Regions from separate parts of the Mus musculus genome. Here all the other regions are linked to region 1. The links are chromatin contacts, called in public HiChIP or PLAC-seq and promoter capture Hi-C maps. All regions are on one chromosome and are shown on one strand. Each heading gives the region's core, a stretch centred on a gene start, on an enhancer-like site or on the middle of the called end of the contact. The rest is flanking DNA. Distances are from core to core; before and after follow the strand shown.

Region 1 (4,804 bases), core at 1,150-3,649:
AGTGTTTCTTCAACATTCAAGACAAGTTAGATTTGCCACCGGGATAACTGAATCTTCACCTTTTTTTTTTTTCTTCTTCTTGTTTTCCCAAGTTACTGAGCAGGCCAAGGGTTACTGCTGATGTCAGCATGACTTCTGCTCTTGACTTTGAAAGCTACGCTTTCTTGAATGGACACTAAGTCCCCAGGGAAAGTGGGATGGTGAGAAACAGACTGAACTTGACCTTTGACCCTGCTCAGGCTGAGGAGTCCAAGAAATCCTGGCTAACTCTCCAGCCTCTTGGGGCCCCTGTGCCTTGCCTCTGTCCTAGCTTCTGACACAAGAACAGAGGAACACGGTGAGGATGGAGGGGTGGTGGCATGTGAGGGGGACCTCACCAGCTCTGCACCAGCTGCACCGATGGGGTGCCCAGCACTCGGTCAGGAAGCAGGTTGATCTCTTTCATGATGTTGGCCAGGCGAACGGGCAGCTCCTGCCGGAGGAAAGTGAATGACGTCTTCTCGCAGGCATTGCTGGATCCTGAGGATGACAGAGGGGTCGGTCAATCAATAGCTGCAAACCATGGGGACAGTCACCCATGTGGAAACTGGGCAGGCTGAAATGACCATGGGACCTATCTGTGGCACACAGCAAGGTAGCCCTCCTAGCCTTGCGATGCTTGAGTTTTCCCCAGACATCCTACCACGTGGATGTCAATTTAGGAACAGAGTGTATCACCCACTGACCCTCAGTGAAAACCCTGTTTGTTAACCAGGGAAACAAGATGTTCCCGGGGCTGACTCTGAACTGTTCTGGCGTGATTCACCTCACTTTCCTTTCCATCTCTCTAGGTGGGCACTCATCACAGGGGGCTAGCCCAGGGTGCAGAGGCACCTAAGAAATCCTTTTCTCCATGGGGTGCTAGGACTAGGTTCCCAGGACTGTAGGAACTCAGCATTATCCCTGAGGCAGGCCATCTCATCTAGGCTGAGGAGACAGATGAATGCCAATGTAGAATTGGCCATGTTAATGACCATCTGTGAGGCAAATGGGGACCTTGGTCCAGGGTCAAGATTAACAGGCAGTAGAGGAATGAGCTGTGTCAGCTAGAGACAGGAGACCTAGGATCAACAGCAGGCGATGCTTCTGTAACTTACTGTATATCATCAGCAGTTTTCCCCAGATAGGTGGACCGAACTACGGCCAAGTCCCTTCTAGCTGTGGCATTCATTTGGCGGGGACTTGGAGTGGGCCCTGGAGGATTTCCTACACAAGCAAAGCTCACAACTCCAACTGAACAGGGAGTAACAAGGCATATCCTGGAAAACAGGTGCCCAAGTCCTGTCGGCCATCTTCCTGTCCTCCTGCCTGTGACACAGCCAACTCTTGAGAGACCTGGGTCCACTCCCTACACCAGCTGGCACCAGGGAATACCTTGCAGACAGATGGGGGCCACACAACGTCTCCATCCTCCACTCCGCAAAGCTTTCTCCTGCCCCAAAGCCACCTCCACCCTCAGAACACCGAGTGGGTGATCTTCAGAAACCCAGGGGTAGCCATAGGAGGGTGAAAGCCACCTGACTACCTCATGGTAAGTTGGGCTCTGCCCAGCTAGGAACCGCTGCCAGGTCAGAACAGATTTGATCTTCAAGTGTCCTTGCCCAGTGGGCAGCTGCAGTGGGTGGAGGCTCACCAGTCAGGGGAGTTCCCCTGTTAGCACCTCCTACTTCAAGGGGCCCCCTTCCCACCTGCCCTGGCTTTTCTCCCTTGCTCTGTTCAGAAGTACCCCGCCCTTCGTGCACAGCACAGGTCTTCCAGATGGCTGAATCTCCTTAGCACTCCAACAGCACGTCTCCTGTTTACTCTTGGCTGCCCACTCTCAGTGGCCGGGATCTCCCACTAACTCTATCATGTCTGGATAGGGTCCTATGCCCTCACTGTCTCTTACTCTCCACGATCCCTCGCAACGCTTTCTCCGCGCCCCCATTCTTAGTTAACTGTGAAGGGGGCACTCTTAACTCTTTGTGGGCAGCCAGGTTGGCCTCGCCGTTTACCCATTCCTGTCCATACTCTTCCAAGCCAACCCTCCTACCACCCAGGACCTCTTCCTCCGATGTTAACCTCTCATTGCCAGGGTCTCCTTCCCCGCGCCCACAGCCCCCGGTGCCCGCCTACGCCGACTCCGTACCGAAGTCTAGAAACTGCTTCATGGACAACGGGGACGGGGAGAACTTGCTGAAGTGCTCGATGTACTTGGGTGCCCCTGCCAGGGACGCATTCTTCAACAGCGCCCGGACCCAGCGCATGGCGACGGCGCCTGCGGCTCGGGCTTGGATCTCGCTGCTGTCCCGGGGCTGGAGGCGCTGGCACCGGCCGTCAGCTCGGCCCAGCTTAGCCGGGAGACGGGCTTCGGCCGCCTCCTCCCTACCCTTGCCCTGGCGATGCCTCCAACGCCTAGCCAATCGGCTTGTCCCGGCGCCCCGACGTCGCCAATGGGCGCGCACAAACAACTCTGGGAGAACCAATAGCCTTGCGCTTCGACACGTGGCTCTCCTCGAGGCCCACCTCCTTAACCGTGAAGGTGCTGGAGACGGCCTGTTGTTTTCCTGGGCTGTGCTCAAGTCCCGCCTCCTGTCGCCAACTACACTTCTTGGGGGCCAGCCCCGAGTTAACCCTTTCTTCCCCAGAGTCCCGCTAACCCTTCGTTTGACGTTCTACTTTCCCTGGTTCTTTCCCCTGTCTCCTTCTTTAAAACCTCCCTTCCCTGCCCTGTCCCTTTCCTAAAGGCACCTGTTTGACCTGACAACCTGCTTACCTGCTCTGCTATAGGGGCTCACAGTGGTTTCTCACTCCTATGATGGACCCAGAATGAACACTTGCAAAATCCGAAACCAGTATGCGAGCTTATACTAAGCTATCCTATATGCGTGCAACCCGCTGACTTCCATAAATATCCAAAAAGCCCAAGAAAAGGTCTCTCTCTCTCTCTCTCTCTCTCTTTCGAAAAAGATCCGATATCAGGGTGGGAATGTAGCTCAGAAGGCATGGCACTTGCTCAGTATGCATGAAGCCCTGTATTGATCTCTGGTACTTGGAAAACAACAACAAAAACAGCCAGAGCCAAACCCCCTTAGGACTGGCAGAGGCGGGAGCAGGAGCTATGGTCAGTGCTAATTTTAGTTAAGTTCCATTTTATTATTACCTCGCTCATTTGACTGAGCATAAAACCTTGCGCGTCTTGCACAACCACCTAAGAAGGTAACCTTCTGTGCACCTAACCCGAGACGAGCAACTGTCTGTGCCGCTGGCTTCCTTATTGCGAGTCCCCAGGAGCTAAGGCATCTTAGTGGTTAGCGGCTTGGGAGCCCAGCCCAGTCTTCCTAGCAGTTCCCTGCCTCTTCCCTGAGAAATGTCATGCGCCCTCTTTTGGTAAAACTTGGTATGTGCCCCACTCTCTGGGCCTTCCTAGGTTCATTACTATTGATTATCCAGTGGTTTCCCGGCCTTTACTATGGCCCTGTGAAGCACAGACAGGATTGAGGTTTGGCCTTTAGGAAGTCCTGGTGCTCCTCTTGGAGGCTGAGGCAGGAGGAGATCTGTCCAAGGCCCACCTGAGGCAGTGTGAGTTTAAGTCCAGCCTGGGTAATTTAGTAAGATCTTTTCTCCAAAAGGTAGAGAAGGTGGGTTTGAGCTGGTAGTAACTCAGTAATAGAGTGTTTTCCTAGAATATGCAAGACTATGGGTTTGATCCTCAACCCCCCCACCCCACACACACACACACTGCAAGTTATAACAGTTTAACTGTAGCCAACACAAAACAAGAGTTCACCTTGGAAAGCGTAATGCTGTGGGCCAGGCACTGCTTGCTGGATTATTATATCGTTTCCTCCATTTTATAGGCAGGAAAACAGAATTAGCAAGCATTCTCAACTACAAATCTGGCCTGGTTGGTTCCAACACACAGAGCCTTTTCACTTGAAAAAAAAAAAAGTATCGGTGTATACCTTTAATCCCAGGCAGAGGCAGGAGGATCTCAGAGTCTAAGGCCAGTCTGGTCTACAGAATGAGTTCCAGGACAGCCAGGGCTACACAGAGAAACCCTGTCTTTAAAAAAAAAAACAAAAAACAAAACAAAAAAAAACCCAAAAAAAATTTTTTAAAGGATCTATTTATAATCTGTATGTGTGTGCACCCAAGTGAGTTTTTGCATACCACAGCACATAGGTGTCTGTGGGGCTGGAGGGCATCTGCTTGCCTGGAATTGGAGTTACAGGCGGTTACGAAGCTGGTGTAGATGCTGGGAACGCAGCCCAGGGCCTGTGCAAAAGCACACACAGTAAGTACTCTTAACTGCTGAGCCATTTCTCCTGGTCCACCTTTCCACCTCTTACTGGAGCCTTTCCAGTTATCCCAGTATCCACTTTGGCTCCATTCCTTAGCTTCATCTTTTCAGATTGCCAGGCTCAACAACTCCCAACTCCATCTACCTGCCGCCTTGCCCCAGCCTCTAATCTTTAAACCACTGACAATGCTATCTCTTTTTACTTGGAGAGGTGGTGGGGTGGGGGTGGGGTTCTGGATCGTTCTTCTCAACCTCCTGTACCTATTCTTCAGGTCTTGGCTGCTTAGCCATGTCCTTTTGCTGAGCTCCTGGGCTGGGCTGGGCTCCCTACGTGCCTCTCCTGATCTTAGGATGACATGAGAGCTTCTCACAAAGTGGGCTAACTGCTGATTCGTGGGTCTTCCCCACTGGACTTTAGTTTAAGGAGGACACGGGTTGTGTCTGACCTAGTCGTTGCTTTATTTGCAGTGCTGAACACACAGC
Region 2 (4,895 bases), core at 2,266-4,765, 320 kb after region 1:
ACCGTTGGCCCAGGAAGTCTCGGCATCTGTTGATTCTTCATGATTGAGATATTCCATTGATAGTTTGATAAAGACAGTTCTGAATTAATGTGACTTGACAAGAATGTTGACGTGACAAAGTCAACAGGAGGAATGACACAAACGGTTTCCTTTGGGCGGGGAAGGTGACAGAACAGGGCTGTCATATTTTGTCAACATTCATAAGCATTTTGTGTAACTTGGCTGATATTGAATTGCATACCGGTTGCTTAAGCATATGTTGCCTAGAAGTTTGCTGAAAGTCAGGAAGAAAGCAGACGGGATAGAGTTAAAATTACTAATGGTTTATTCATAAAGTAGAATTTATTTTGATTGAGGAAATTACTTGATTGATAGTAATCTGTAATTTTTTTTATTTTTAAGGCATTTTTAATTAGATATTTTCTTCATTTACATTTCAAATGCTATCCCCAAAGCCCCCTATACCCTTCCCCCGCCCTGCTCCCCAACCCACCCACTCCCACTTCCTGGCCCTGGCAGTGATCTGTAATCTTATTTCCCTTTTACTTGGTTTAACCTTCCTCACTAGAACTTGTCTTACTTCTAAATTATTTTCATCTTTCCTTGACCAATCAATCCAACATGCCCAGAGACTAAAAGCAACGTTCCTGAGTCCCAAGTAGGATCGTCTAGTTCCTAGCAAGGGAAGGGACCTTTCGGTTCTCATTGTTTCCTGAGCCACGGCAGCCAGGAAGCCATGGAACAGTTGAGTCTTACTAAAATACAAGTGTGGGAAATGTCCTTGAAAAATCTTCTATTCGGGGAATGAAAGGTTTCACTTTGCACTCTAATCTTGGAGAGATGAGTTCACCTTCAGCATGAGGTGATAAAAGTCTCAGAGATTCTGCCGCACATCGGAATGGATGCGTGAGCACGTGGGGTGCACAGAATCAGAACAGAAACCACGGTACAACAGTTTCACAGTTGTCCTCTTGCAAAACTCATTCTAGATGAACCGCCCTAATCTGGTTCTCCTTCTCCCCACTTACCTTACAAGCTAACTTAAGAGCTGACTGGATGCCATGATTTCTTCTCTGTTGAATAGAAATCAGATTACCATGAGAACGGAAGCAAGGAAAAAGATGTCTGTTCGTCCTTTGAGTTTGTATGTCCCTAAGGCACCTGTTACTTTCAAACAGTCACGAGGTGAGGATTGTTTTATGGGAGGTTAGGCTACTGTGTGGGCTCCTCTTACAGCGGCTCCATTAGATCCTCAAGGAAAGCAGCTTCCATCAGTAACTGCTGGCGACTTGTTTTGTCTTGAATGCTCCGATCCTACAGAAACTCCTCTTCAGAGAATCAAGTTAAAGGGTGAAAAGTTCACCCTACTTCCTTTTCTTCTAACTGTAGTTTCTTGAGAGCTGAACAAATGTCAGAGGCCCACAGCCCGCTTTTTTTTGATGCCTGTGCACACACTGCAGGGCTACCCTTTGCCTCCTGGAAGATACAGTTAGTGGATTCTTTATATTCTTTTCCCACAGTGACATCTCTAAAAAGGCTTCTCTCTTGACCCATTCTTCCAGCTGCCTGCGGACGTGATCTACATTTAGGGAAGTCAGACATGAAGCCAGAAATGGTTTCCCTGGTTCTCTTGAGTTGTACGTTTAAATATGGAGTCAAGTGATTGATGGAGGGTTTGGCTGAGCAGTTCTTAGAGTGTACACAAATCCCGTTGCTCTTTTCTGGGTAAAGTCTCTTTGGAAGGGATAGCATGATGGAACTTCCCCCCGCCCCTTCCAGTCTAGTTCTTTTGAGTTTCTTCTCCCTGTGAAGGTTTAAGTTAGCTGTGGCTTAGTGTTGAAAGAAATGTTAGTCAGGACTGGGGTTATAGCTCATCGATAGAGTGCTTCCTTGAGTTTCAGTGCTAGACAACAGAACAGAGAAAGCCCTCTCACTCCATTTCCAAAGTAACAGCTGGGATAGATGGGGACTCCGTGGGCCCTCCATGAAGGTCCGTAACCCCCCCAATAGACATATAGATGGGGTCTCTGTGGGCTCTCCATGGAGGTCTGTAACCCCCGGATAGTCATATTGGGGGTTTCGGTTTCACCACAGCTTCTCTTCCAAAACCCACATGTCCCGAGTTAAGCAGTGAAGTGGCCCCAAACCACAGGGAGCTCATGAGGCCATCTACACTGTTCAATCCCAGCACACGTCCAAAAATAGAAAGACAATCCCTGTGAGGCTGTTTGCAGGAACTTCCCCTCCGTCCTGCGAATCAGTTCTTGGGGGAAAATGTTGTATTTTGTTCTCCAGGTGGACACCCCAAGTGGACAAGGCAGGGTAGGAGCCCCCAGGGTCCCTCAGGGTCCCTCCACACTGCCCTGGCTTTGCCTGCATCTCATCCCTGTGTGAAGCTCATTGGTTACTGAACAAAAGGAAACAGACGCGTGCCTATGAGCATGGAGAGAAACCAGGATCCTTGTAGCGCTGTGCTGCTTCGCGGTGAGCATGCATAGCTTTTGGCTTTGTGTTCCCTCAGCTGGATGTTCTTATTTCCTATAGCATATTTGTCATGAGGGCTATTTTCTCTTTAAAAGAGGGGATGGGAGAAGGCTTCAAAGTCTGATGGCATGAGAAAGTGACTCATGCCTTGTTTGTTGAACCAGCTAGTTGTTGAGTTTTTTGCTGGGTGTAAAATTATGTCTCCATTTTGGAGATGTACTAGGAAGGCTAGGCACATGCTGTCGGTGGGATTAAGAGCATCTTCCCATCCCAGGTTCCTCCCTCCTACCTGGCCTGCAAGACAGCGAAACGATGAACTTGTCCCTCCAGGTGCCCAACCCGAAGGCTTGGGTCTGAGCTGATTGCTCTCTCCCCTGGCCAAGCTGAGAAGAACCAGAGATGTCTCACGCCCTACATTATCTATAGTCTTCATCCTGAGGACTCTCACCTCTCCTTCGAGTTCCTATGCCAGGGTTAGGCTTGAGTTGATTTCAAAGGAGAGGTCTTAGGGGGAGGCAGAGACGAACTGGTGGCCCTTCTGAAAGCACCTTTGCTGGGGGTGGGTGTGGGTATCCCCTGCCAGTGTGCCTGGTGTCAGATAGCTGGCATTGATGGAGCAGTGGCATCAGCTCTCCCCTCTACTCCCCTGCCAGTAGCTTCTTGTCTTACTCCTCTCCCATCAGCAGAGACTATCAGCGCGTTGATGCTCAGTGGGCACTCATACCTACTTACCAAAGGCGTTATCTGCCGTGTGTGCAGTTGGCTCCGTTGACACCACCTGACTGCTGGGCCTCTCCTCTCTTAGCCCCTCTCCCTGGAGCCATAACAAGTGTAGCAGTTGGGAGACAGGGCCAAGTGGCTCTGGAAGATAGCACCTAAGGCTTCTTATCTAGTAGGTGCTGTTTTGTTTTGTTTTCTCCATTTGCTGTTGCCCAAGAACCAAAGCATCCGCCACTGCTCAGCTGTGTGGTGAAATGGTCTGGCCTGGTGCCAGGGTGCCTCGCCAGGTGGCTGAGCTGTGGAGGCTGCTGCATGCGATGGGCCGATAATACCCCATGGTGCTGTAAACAGGACACCCCACCCTCCTGCAGACACCCAGCCCATGCCCCAGTGCTGGCTGCTTTGTCATTGCCTGTCATGATACTGGCTTGTCTTCTCTGATACAGGAGCCGATTGTTCTGTTTCTCTCCCAGGTTCCCAAATCTGAGAGGGGCGCTTTCCAGAAATAAAACCAGTTCATCTTTCAGCCACAAGCAACCGTTTTGACTTCTCAACACTTCCTATCCTTTAGCTGTAATCACACGAGTGCAGGACAGCGCCCATTCCCCACATCTTTCCGGTATGCCCATAAGCACCCACTTCCCCCTCACTTGTGGGTCTGCTAGGGGATGCTTGTGAGCCGCGGAGCTTAAGCCCTTGCTCATCAACAGCTGCCAATGCCCAAGTCTCTAAGAAGCTTTATTGACTTTTGTTTGTTTGAGACAAGGGATCACCCTGTAGCCAAGGCTGGCCTGGAACTCCTGTTCCTAATGCCTCTGCCTTCCATGTGCTGGGACTACAGGCACGTATCCCTTGCCTACTCCTTTCCGCACACTTCTCTCAGACAGACAGTATCCAGGAGAGCAGTAGGCTGTCCCTAGTAAAGGACAGTGAATATACAGTAAATTCAAGTACCTTGCCAGGCCTGGTGGACAGGCCTGTAATCACAACTACTGAGGAGGCTAGGGCAGAAGAAATGGAAAGGCAAGGCTTCCCTAGACTAAAGATTGAATTCAAGAATACCCTGGGCAAGGTAGGGAGACCCTGTCCCAAAATAAAAAGTAAAGAGAGGGCTGGGGCCATAGCTCAGGAGTAGAGTGCTTGCCTGGTGTGTGTGAGGCCCTAGGTTCAATCCCCAGGCCTGTGATACACCTGTAGAACCTTCTTGCAACAGACTTCTCAGTAGTCGTCTCTTTCTCCACCTCCTTCCCTGTATCTTCCTCGGGAATAAAAGCATATTTGCATTTCTTTTCTCTTCAGAATCCCTAGGAGGCAAGGTGGACCAGATTGGGCCCTGCTGGCAGAGGGAAGGCAGATCCGTGAAGATGGTAGTGTTGGCTGCAGTCACACTGCAGTGAGGATAGGACTGTCAGACCTATGCTGTTTGGATAGCCCCTCCTAGGTATCAGCACTGTGCCTGCTAGTCTGCAGCCTCTTTAAGGATGGCACAGGATAGCATCGCTATCTGGTTTTGGCTTTGGTTTGTCCTTAGGGGAAATTGATGCCTTGGGTTAGCAGCTCCCACTCAGTTTTGGTGCCTAAAACAACAGGTGCTTGCCAAACCATTTTGGGGGATGCAGTAGGTTAGTTTGTTTTTGTTTTTGTTTTTTCCCTAGTCGAAAACCTAATCTTTTTAGAAGTGCCCTCTCCTT
Region 3 (4,427 bases), core at 854-3,353, 480 kb before region 1:
GAAGGGAAGTGAGGGACAGAGGAGGGCTGGGGTGACCTACCCTAGGTAGCTGAACAGTAAGGACTGAGGTAAGCGAGGGGACAAGAGCCAGAGGTCAGAAGCCAGAAGTGCAGCTCTCTGCAGGGCCCCTGGTCTGAAACCAAATTGAGACTAGAAGCCAGTCCTCTCATGGCCAAGGTTCCGACACTGCCCTGTGATGCCTGTGGCTTCTGGCATCACTGATACCCATGGCTGCTCTCTCCATCTCCAGGTTGCTTTGGTCCTTCCGTCTTGATTTCAGGCCACAACAGCCTCCCTCTCTCTCTTCTTAGCCAAAGGCCTCATAAACTTGATGAGAAAGGCAGCCTGGCTTGGGATTGAGCTGGGAGTGGTACAGACACACAGACACCACTCCCCTCCAACCTGGGACAAGTGCCTGGCCTTAGGGTGGGTGCCCTACAAGCTCTGGAGATGATACTGTGTGTTTATTTTCATTAAAACAAAAATATAGCCAGAGCATGAATTTAAAAGGCCTGTGGCATGCATGTGCGCGCGCACACACACACACACACACACACACACACACCTACCCCTGCAACCTCCAGTGGTTAGAACATCCTGTGCATCAGGAAAACTAGCAGCCAGCCTAAATACCATCAGAGAACATTCTAGGCCAAGAATGACCCCCACACACCCCATTCTAGCGACAAGGAATAAGAAGGGCTTATGGGAAGTGCAGGCTTGGAGTCCAAATCCTACATCTATGTATTGAGTGTCATGAGAAGGTCTAGATACCTTGTCCTCTACCAGCTCTCTGTTGGTGGCCTCCATGCCCGCACACCATCAGGTGGTGTGGTTCTGGCGTAGTTGTGGTCTCCTCCACCACCTCCCAAAAACAGAAGCCATCTCTGGCCAAGCAACCCAGAGCTCACCCTGGGCCAAAGCTGTAACCTGCCTGCTCACCCTCCCTTCTCCACAGGACTCCAGACACTGTGGCTGGCAAGTGAACAGAAGCCTGGTCCACCAGGGCGGGGCTGCCCACAACCTAGCATCTGGCTAGCCAGGGTTGGTTGCCTGTAGCCAACACCCCACTTCCCACCAGCTCACACAGTCCTGGGGTCATTGCCCAGCTATGGCCTCTGCCAAGTACACATTGGCGCCACTAGGCTGCCACTCTGAGACCCCCCTTAGGGGTGGGTCCTAACCACCGGTGAGGGGAGGATCCGGAGATGAGGATATTTGGGGGAGATTAAGAAGGAGACTGTGCAACCATGCTTGTTCAGCGGCCTGTGGTCTCCAGGTGTGTTGCCAGTCAGTCCTGTGGTTCACTCCCCACACACACCAGTTCCCACATTTCTGTGTGGCCTTCAGCCCTAGAAAGGGGAATGAGGGTACAAAGGACAGGGAACAGGAAGCCCAGAGCTAAGAGAGGGGTCGTGAATAAGCCCACAATCCGGAGCTCTTACGGGCCTGGTGCCACTGGGCTCCGAGAAGGGGCAGAGCCAAACGCACGGCTGTCAGCTAGCCTCTGCAACCAGCTCCCCCACCTCCTTGGGATAAACTGAGGAACCCAGAAGCGGGAGCCCAACCCACAGCAGCTCTCACGCTCCGCCTGCGCCGCACAACAGTCCCATTAAAGCGCCGCCGGCTGGCCGACCGCGGTGAGACGCATCCGGCTGTCGGGCCCCACTTCCTCCCTCCCGGAGTCCAGGGTGACCTGTCTGCCAAGGGTGTATGGGGGAGGGAGACGTAGAGAACTCAAACTTGAGCAAATAAATAAGTTCTGGGAACACTTCCCTCTGCCCAGTGGAAATTCAGAGGCCCCTCGACACACCTATCACCGTCCACCCCACCTCGGGGTGTTGGTCCAGATAGAGGAGGGTAGGGGAAGGTGCAGCATAATGTTTGCAAACAGGAACCAAGGGGTTGGGGTTCAGGGGAAGGGCCCTCAGCCCTACACACGGTCTCCTGCTGTGAAAAGAGGCCCCCAGCCATCGAGGATGGGGACGCATCTCTGGGCGGGAAGGGGTTAAATCAGTGGCTTCGGTGCTCCACGTAGTAGCTGGCTCCGCTGCCAACTGCGGTCAAGGCTGCCCTATAAATGGGCCGGGAGACCCGAGAGTCGAGGACTTGTCGCTGCCTTAGCCCCCAGCCCAGGCTCAAGGCGTTCCAACCATGGCCCGCGCGCTCTTATTCAGTCTGGTCTTTCTTGCCATCCTCCTGCCTGCGCTAGCCGCCTGCCCCCAAAACTGCCACTGCCATGGAGATCTGCAGCATGTCATCTGCGACAAGGTGGGGCTGCAGAAGATCCCCAAGGTATCAGAGACAACCAAACTGCTCAATCTCCAGCGCAACAACTTCCCGGTGCTGGCTGCCAACTCGTTTCGGACCATGCCGAACCTGGTCTCCCTGCACCTGCAACACTGCAACATCCGCGAGGTGGCGGCTGGTGCCTTCCGAGGCCTGAAGCAGCTTATCTACCTGTACCTGTCCCACAACGACATCCGGGTATTGCGAGCTGGAGCCTTCGACGACCTGACTGAACTCACTTACCTCTATCTAGACCACAACAAAGTGTCGGAACTGCCCCGGGGGTTGCTCTCTCCTCTGGTCAACCTCTTCATCTTGCAACTCAACAACAACAAAATCCGAGAGCTGCGTGCTGGAGCTTTCCAGGGGGCCAAGGACCTGCGCTGGCTCTACCTGTCAGAAAATGCCCTCAGTTCCCTGCAGCCTGGTTCCCTGGATGATGTGGAGAACCTAGCCAAGTTCCACCTGGACAAGAACCAGCTGTCTAGCTACCCCTCAGCCGCCCTGAGCAAACTTCGGGTGGTGGAGGAGCTGAAGCTGTCTCACAACCCTCTGAAGAGCATCCCAGACAATGCCTTCCAGTCCTTCGGTAGATATCTGGAGACCCTCTGGCTGGATAACACCAACCTGGAGAAGGTAAGTGCCCCAGCTGCAGTTCTCCCGGCTCTTTCTAGGATGCCACCCCAGGACCACATCGGGACAGCATTCCCTCCTCCTGGACTCCTTGTCACTCAGATTATCCTCCAAAGCAAGGGGCCTTTGCCACTTCTCTCTGCATTGACACACACCCCTCCCCATCCTTCTCACCCTTACCTGGTCCCGAGGCTTCTCAGCAGGGCTCTCTTGGGACTCCTTGTAAGAGATGGAACTGTTCTGGTCCCACAAATGGCCTCTGGGGAGGCATCTGCCCCAGACCCCACGGTTAACAGCAGACACCTCTTCCTGTTGGACTTTCCACCCCTCTCTTACCAGTCTCCTGCAAGCCTACCATTTCATAAAGGAAGGTTTGTCTACTGAGGCACCTTCCAGAAGCTGAGAGAACACAAAGAGTGCCTGTTCCCAGTGGGTGCTGGCCTGTGTTGCTAAGGTAAAGTGAGAGGCCAGAGGATGAATTGGGGAGCAGGTACCTTAAGGAGAACTCTCCCACACCCTCGTCCCATTCCCTCCGTGGGTCGAAACACACTCAATTTTATTGCAACCTCGGGTCGATTTCAAATAAGGACGGGAAACCAAGACACGGAGACCTGACTTGGCTTCACCGAGTTGCTGGCTTGGTGCTCTTGCAGCCCGTGAATAAACACATGCAATCCCTGGCACACGCCCCCCCAAGTGTCTCCTCAGAGCACAGACTGACTGTCTCACTGTCCAGCAGACAGTTTGTTGACTTTTGCTTTCCCCAGTCACCAGATCCCAGACTCCTCAATTCTTCCTCCCTTGGGATGCTCAGGCTAGCCTGGTCGGGGCTGTCTAGGAGCAAAGTCCTTTTCAGGGAATCACCCTGGTACACAACACAGTTTCAGCCAGAAGGTTCGGGCAGAGACCAGAGCGAGGTAGAGTAGTTTTGTTTGTAGAGAACGTCACAGCCCAATCTGGTCTGTGAGAGGTCACAGATACGGAGCTGAGGACAGAAGGCCAACCTTATCTAGGTAGATGGAGCCTTCTGGGTGGATCTTCTTTAGCCTGGCCTCACCCCAGCTAAATGTAGACCACCCTAGTGACAAAACAGTGGCCAGTAGAACAGCATACGAAGGCTGATTTAGAATGAGGAGGCCAAAGCCGGGCGTGGTAGCGCACGCCTTCAATCCCAGTACCTGGGAGGCAAAGGCAGGCGAATTTCTAAGTTCGAGGCCAGCCTGGTCTACAGAGTGAGTTCCAGGACAGCCAGGACTACACAGAGAAACCCTGTCTCACAAAAACCAAAAAGAAAAAAGAAAAAAAAAAAGAATGAGGAGGCCAGAGAGAAACTGGCACCAAGGCTCAGAGGAGGGCACCAATACATTTCCTCTGGAGCCATCCATCCTGGCCAAAGTGCCCACAGAGAGCTCCACAAATAGCATCTAGCAGAAGGCAGAGCAATGAGGACACCACTGGGGGAAATCCTGGGACCAGGGGGCTGTGGGGAGCCTGGGCTCACTGCC
Region 4 (4,837 bases), core at 2,069-4,568, 390 kb before region 1:
TCGGTCGGAATTTGTTTTGGAGACTGCCAGCTCCCTGCAGGTAGCCTGGTAGGTTGGAAGCTGACGACACTGATCGTCTAAGAGAGAGTCCTCATCATTTGCAGCACTCTTCTCTAAGGCACCGTGGAGGGGAACATCGGGAATCTTTGGCCATGGTTGCCTTTTCCAGTCACATGGTGCGCTGGCATTATTTTGGCCATCCAAACCTGTTTTAAGTGAGGAGCTAGAGAGCTCAGGGCACAGCTGCTTGCTCGTCAAAAGCTTACATGTGATCCTCTCAGCTAGGGGGACAAATACATCTTCGTCCTCACTGCTACTGCTTAGCACTCTGACTGGCCCTGCTTGTGGGGGAGCTCCAGCTGCACTGGGGACACATGGTGGACCTTTGAGGCCTGGTGATGGAGGACAGGAGGCTTCAGAATCTGAGGTGACAACCACTATGTTCTTCGCCCTCTGAGGTGGCTTCCTGTTGGTTGAAGATGGTTCCTTCTTCAAAAAGGCAAATGTGGGCAGGTCCTCAGAATCACTCTCCGTGGAGAGGCGAGACAGGGATAACCTTCTTAGAGCCATCAACCCATTAGAGCTCTCAAATGAACTGCCTACGAGGAGAGATGAGACACACGTGAGGTCACTGAAGCTGCTCCACTGGACGTGCTCATGAGGCCAAGCCTTGTGAAGATAAATGTGTTCAGAGAATCAGAGAAACAGGACATGCCCTCAGCACATTCAATCTGGAACTCGAAATGGCCACAAGGATACACTACCACGATCTCTGCTTCAAAACCTTTCGAGGTCACAGAGAGTTATCAAAATAGGGTTGGAAAACTTTAATGGGGATACCAACGAAAGCTCAATACTCTCACCTTGAAGAGGCCTGCATTTGATAGCGCTTTCTATTTTGTCTTTCTGAGACCGTCTCTTGTGTCTCTCAGGCTGGCTTTGAACTCATGCAGCTGAGAACGAGTGTGAGCTCCAGATCTCTCTTTGCCTTGCACTGACACGTGCTGGGATCACAAGTGTGCACAATAGTTCTTGATTTAACAGGGTGATCTTTTTTTTTCTTTTTGGTTTTTTTTTTTTTTTTTTTTTTTTTTAGATTTATTTATTTATTTATTATATGTAAGTACACTGTAGCTGTCTTCAGACACTCCAGAAGAGGGCGTCGGATCTTGTTACAGATGGTTGTGAGCCACCATGTGGTTGCTGGGATTTGAACTCCGGACCTTCGGAAGAGCAGTCGGGTGCTCTTACCCACTGAGCCATCTCACCAGCCCCTCTTTTTGGTTTTTTGAGACAGGGTTTCTCTGTATAGCCCTGGCTGTCCTGGAACTCACTCTGTAGACCAGGCTGGCCTCGAACTCAGAAATCCACCTGCCTCTGCCTCCCAACGAGTGCTGGGATTAAAGGTGTGCACCACCACGCCTGGCTCAGGGTGATCATTTTTAAAATAAATATTAAAATATTTGCATATGTGCGTGGGCTCATACATGCCCCAGCCCATATGTGGCAATCTGAGGATTACTTTCAGGGAGTTTGTCCCCTCCTTCCACAGTGTGAGTCCCGGGGATTGAACCCAGGTCATCAGGCTTGTCAGCAAGCACCTTTACCAGTTGAGTCATATCTCACTGGCCCCCCTAACATGGAGATCTTTCTAAAACAAAAACAAAAATAAGAAACAATGTAATCCCAGCACTTGGGAGGCAGAGGCAGGCGGATTTCTGAGTTCGAGGCCAACCATCCACACTGGACACTTCTCACAACCGCCTGTCATCCCAGTTCCAGGAGATCCAATGCCCTCTTCTGGCCTCCACATCCATATAAAATAAAAAGAAATGAAAATTTAAAATAGACAAATAAAAGCAAGTAAATCAGATGGCTCGGTGAGCAAAAACATATGTCACCTAGTTGGATTTCAGTTCCTAGAACCTACACACAGTGGAAAGCATGCCTATGCACACACCCATGTACGCTCATGTCCACACACAGGAAAAAACTCCCCTTACAATTCACATAGTGTATAGTACTCAAAACTATCCTTTAGGTGTTGGAGTAGCAGCGGTAGAGTGCTTGCTTAGCACATAGAGAGCCCTACATGAACGTTAGGCCCCAGCCTTAGTACAGTTAACAGATAAAGAAATCATTCACTCAGACTGATGGGGCTCCGTATGTCTGTGCTGTGTCAGCATTACCCTCCTCTTACTCCCGAATGTCTCCATCATCACAAAGAGAAATCCTACAAACTGGGCATGCTGGCACACAACTGCAATCCCACCTATTGGGAGGCTACAGAGGGGGATATTTTGAGTTCAAGGCCAGCCTACTTGATACAGTGAGACTTCTCAAAAGCAAGGGTATTTCTATAACCATTTTTTTTTTTTTTTTTTTTCTGAGACAGGGTTTCTCTGTATAGATAGCCCTGGCTGTCCTGGAACTCACTTTGTAGACCAGACTGGCTGAGAACTCAGAAATCCGCCTGCCTCTGCCTCCCAAGTGCTGGGATTAAAGGCATGCGCCACCACCACCTGGCATTTATTTATTTATTTAAAAATTAAGAAAAAAAAAAAAAGCCCCCACACACAAAAAAACAAGTTCTTTCTCTCTCCCAGCATCTAAAAATAAAATAAGATCCATTGTCTCTATGGATTTACAGGTTCTGTATATTTCATAAAAGCACACCGTATGTGCCTTTGGTGACTGGTGTCTTTCGCAGTCATGCTTTCAGGGTCCTTCTGTGGCCATACTATGCACCAGTACTGCCTCATTTTTTATAGCTGAATAATATTCCACTGTGTGGCTATGTCACATTTTGTTTACGCATTTATTGCTTGATGGACGGTTAGCCTGCTCCCCTTTCTTGGCTGTTACGGATAATGTTGCTACAGACATTCACGTACAAATATTTTGAACGAGTATGTTTTCACAGTTCTCTTGTGCGTACACTTAAGTCTGCCTGGAACTGCTGGGTTACACGCAAGAATCATTCTTTCAACAATAATTAGTGACTGATAATCTTTGCAGTCTTCCTGGATCTCAATTTAACATAATACCAGTAACTTAGGTTTGTAAGGAATTAAATGAAATTGTGCATCTACAACCAGTCTAGCACAGAATCTAGCTGAGCCTCACCCTGGTCCCTCCCTAGGGACCTTCGTGTGGTTCCTGGAGTGGGACAAACGTCCGTGCTGGCCACACTCCTTGTCTCTGGGGCCCACGGTCCACTGCAGAAGTCGCCGGAGGTCCCGGCCATAAACCCCAAGAGATCTGGGCTCACCTGCTACTGCTCCCGCCACTCTTTGAATTGTCCGCAAGACCCGGAAGTAGATCTATCCCGGTAGCGGAAGCAGACTTCCCAGCCTGGAAGTGAACGTGAAGCAAATATGGCGGCGGCGGCGCTTACGCTGAGGACGCGGGCAGCAGGTAGCTCAGCACTGTGGCTATTGCGAGGCGAGACAGCAGGGAGGCTGGGAGATGGAAACTGGAGCCCATGGTGAACCTAGATACGGGGAAGAAGTGAGGGGCTCCGGACCTTTGGAGGGCGACTGTCTCCGGTCACGTGACACGTTGTGGGCGGTGCTTGCGGAGGGTGGGAGTGCAGAATGAAAGCCCGTTGGATAGTTACTCCAGAAGCTCTGTCCCCTCTGGGTTTATGTGGATCCCTCCGGATTTGAAGAAGACTAAGTTCAAAACATTTAATTGATATTCAAGACTTAGCTTTTTTCCTTTCCTCGCTTTTGAGGTAGGTTCCCACTGTGTAGTTTGCCGTCTTAGAGCTGGTATTTCAGATGTCTATGACCATGACCAACGCTTAGGTCTGGTGAGACACTGCTCAGAGTACCAGCATAAACATGGTTTCTAACGCCTTGTGAGTTCAGCCAGTAAACACGTGAGTAACTTAGTTGTAATCTCGAATAGTATTGTGAAGAGTCTTAGATTAGGGGACCAAGGAAGTCTCTTGAAGGGATAGCAATTTAGACCTAAAAGAGACAGACCCAACCAAACCTGTGTAGACAGAAGGCAAGAAAATGACTTGACTCGGTTTTACAGTTTTGAGGAGCCAATTAAGAGGAGGCAGACTGGGTGCAAATAAATAAATGAAAATGAAACCAAGTGGGACCAGGAATAGTAGTGCCTATAATCCCTGCACTTAGGAGCCTGGGGCAGGAAGATTTCATCAGATCCAAGGCCAGCCTGGGTCACAGACTCAAAAGCTATAAATAAATAAAATAACATAAAATAAAATAAAATAAAATAACCTACACAGAAAACCATCTGCAAGACTTGCTATAGGATAGATCATTTGGCCCAGATATTAGTGGTGTTGGTAGAGAAGCTGGAGGGTAGTGGGTGAATATGACATCTGTCTGTTCTGAAGATATAGATTCCACAAGTCTTACTGCTCTGTAAAATGAGGGAAGAGAGTCATCTGTAAAGTCTTGTTTTTCACAAGAGCAGAGACATATGAGTGAAACAATGTAGGCAAAAGCAAAACACCAATCACCAGTAAGTGAGTGGGTGAAGCCAGGAAGTGCATGCCTGTAACCTCGGTTATATGTGAAGTAAAGGCCTGAGGATTGCAAGTTCAAGGTCTTCATGGGCTACAGGAGAGGGGGGAGGGGATTCCATTCCATTGCTGGACATTGAAGATGTCTCCTAAGTTCTTTTTTTGTGATGTTTGTTTGTTTGGAGACACTGTATCACTATGAAGCCCTGGCTGTCCTAGAACTCAGTCTCTAGACCAAACTGGTCCTGTTGTCACAGAGATCTGCCTGCCTCTGCCTCCCAAGTGCTAGCATCAAAAGCTTGCCTGTGCCACCATGCCCAGCCTGCTCTCTGAGAG

What was found. Promoter capture Hi-C pulls out the DNA fragments that hold promoters and counts their contacts. HiChIP or PLAC-seq counts read pairs in DNA pulled down with a chosen protein or histone mark.
Region 2: a contact with region 1 is called in a promoter capture Hi-C map of hippocampal neurons, with 2.3 times the contacts expected there. The contact joins the enhancer-like site here to the promoter of Pdk2 in region 1. A contact is called at or near these places in 5 of 39 promoter capture datasets (hippocampal neurons, liver, pre-B cells and 1 more), 3 of 115 datasets of contacts at active chromatin or transcription factors (memory CD8 T cells, pancreatic cancer cells and stem cell-derived neural progenitor cells) and 1 of 9 other capture datasets (adipose tissue).
Region 3: an HNF4G HiChIP or PLAC-seq map of pancreatic cancer cells shows a contact between it and region 1. The contact joins the promoter of Chad here to the promoter of Pdk2 in region 1. A contact is called at or near these places in 1 of 39 promoter capture datasets (liver) and 1 of 115 datasets of contacts at active chromatin or transcription factors (pancreatic cancer cells).
Region 4: a contact with region 1 is called in an H3K27ac HiChIP or PLAC-seq map of embryonic brain, with 4 times the contacts expected there. The contact joins the promoter of Eme1 here to the promoter of Pdk2 in region 1. A contact is called at or near these places in 1 of 484 Hi-C or Micro-C datasets (rod photoreceptor), 2 of 115 datasets of contacts at active chromatin or transcription factors (embryonic brain and extraembryonic endoderm stem cells) and 2 of 9 other capture datasets (adipose tissue and pancreatic islet).

The regions. Positions count from the first base shown.
Region 1 is chr11:95,038,972-95,043,775 of GRCm38.p6, forward strand. It overlaps Pdk2 (pyruvate dehydrogenase kinase, isoenzyme 2), which reads right to left and starts at 2,400. Exons shown (of 11, transcript NM_133667.2): 1 at 2,168-2,400; 2 at 378-519. The coding sequence starts at 2,285.
Region 2 is chr11:95,353,371-95,358,265 of GRCm38.p6, forward strand. All of the region lies in intron 1 of Fam117a (family with sequence similarity 117, member A), which reads left to right. Among named protein-coding and RNA genes, the nearest start is that of Fam117a, 19 kb to the left of the region's middle. Within about 2 kb of position 3,516, at least 145 of the 459 cell types and tissues checked have an H3K27ac peak or open chromatin away from gene starts, as enhancers often do. A contact at or near this core is called in adipose tissue, hippocampal neurons, liver and 1 more, where this site is marked.
Region 3 is chr11:94,562,944-94,567,370 of GRCm38.p6, forward strand. Chad (chondroadherin) reads left to right here and starts at 2,104. Exons shown (of 4, transcript NM_007689.5): 1 at 2,104-2,925. The coding sequence starts at 2,155. All of the region lies in intron 10 of Acsf2 (acyl-CoA synthetase family member 2), which reads right to left.
Region 4 is chr11:94,650,425-94,655,261 of GRCm38.p6, forward strand. Eme1 (essential meiotic structure-specific endonuclease 1) reads right to left here and starts at 3,319. Exons shown (of 9, transcript NM_177752.5): 1 at 3,272-3,319; 2 at 1-599. The coding sequence starts at 570. Mrpl27 (mitochondrial ribosomal protein L27) reads left to right here and starts at 3,367. Exons shown (of 4, transcript NM_053161.2): 1 at 3,367-3,417. The coding sequence starts at 3,378.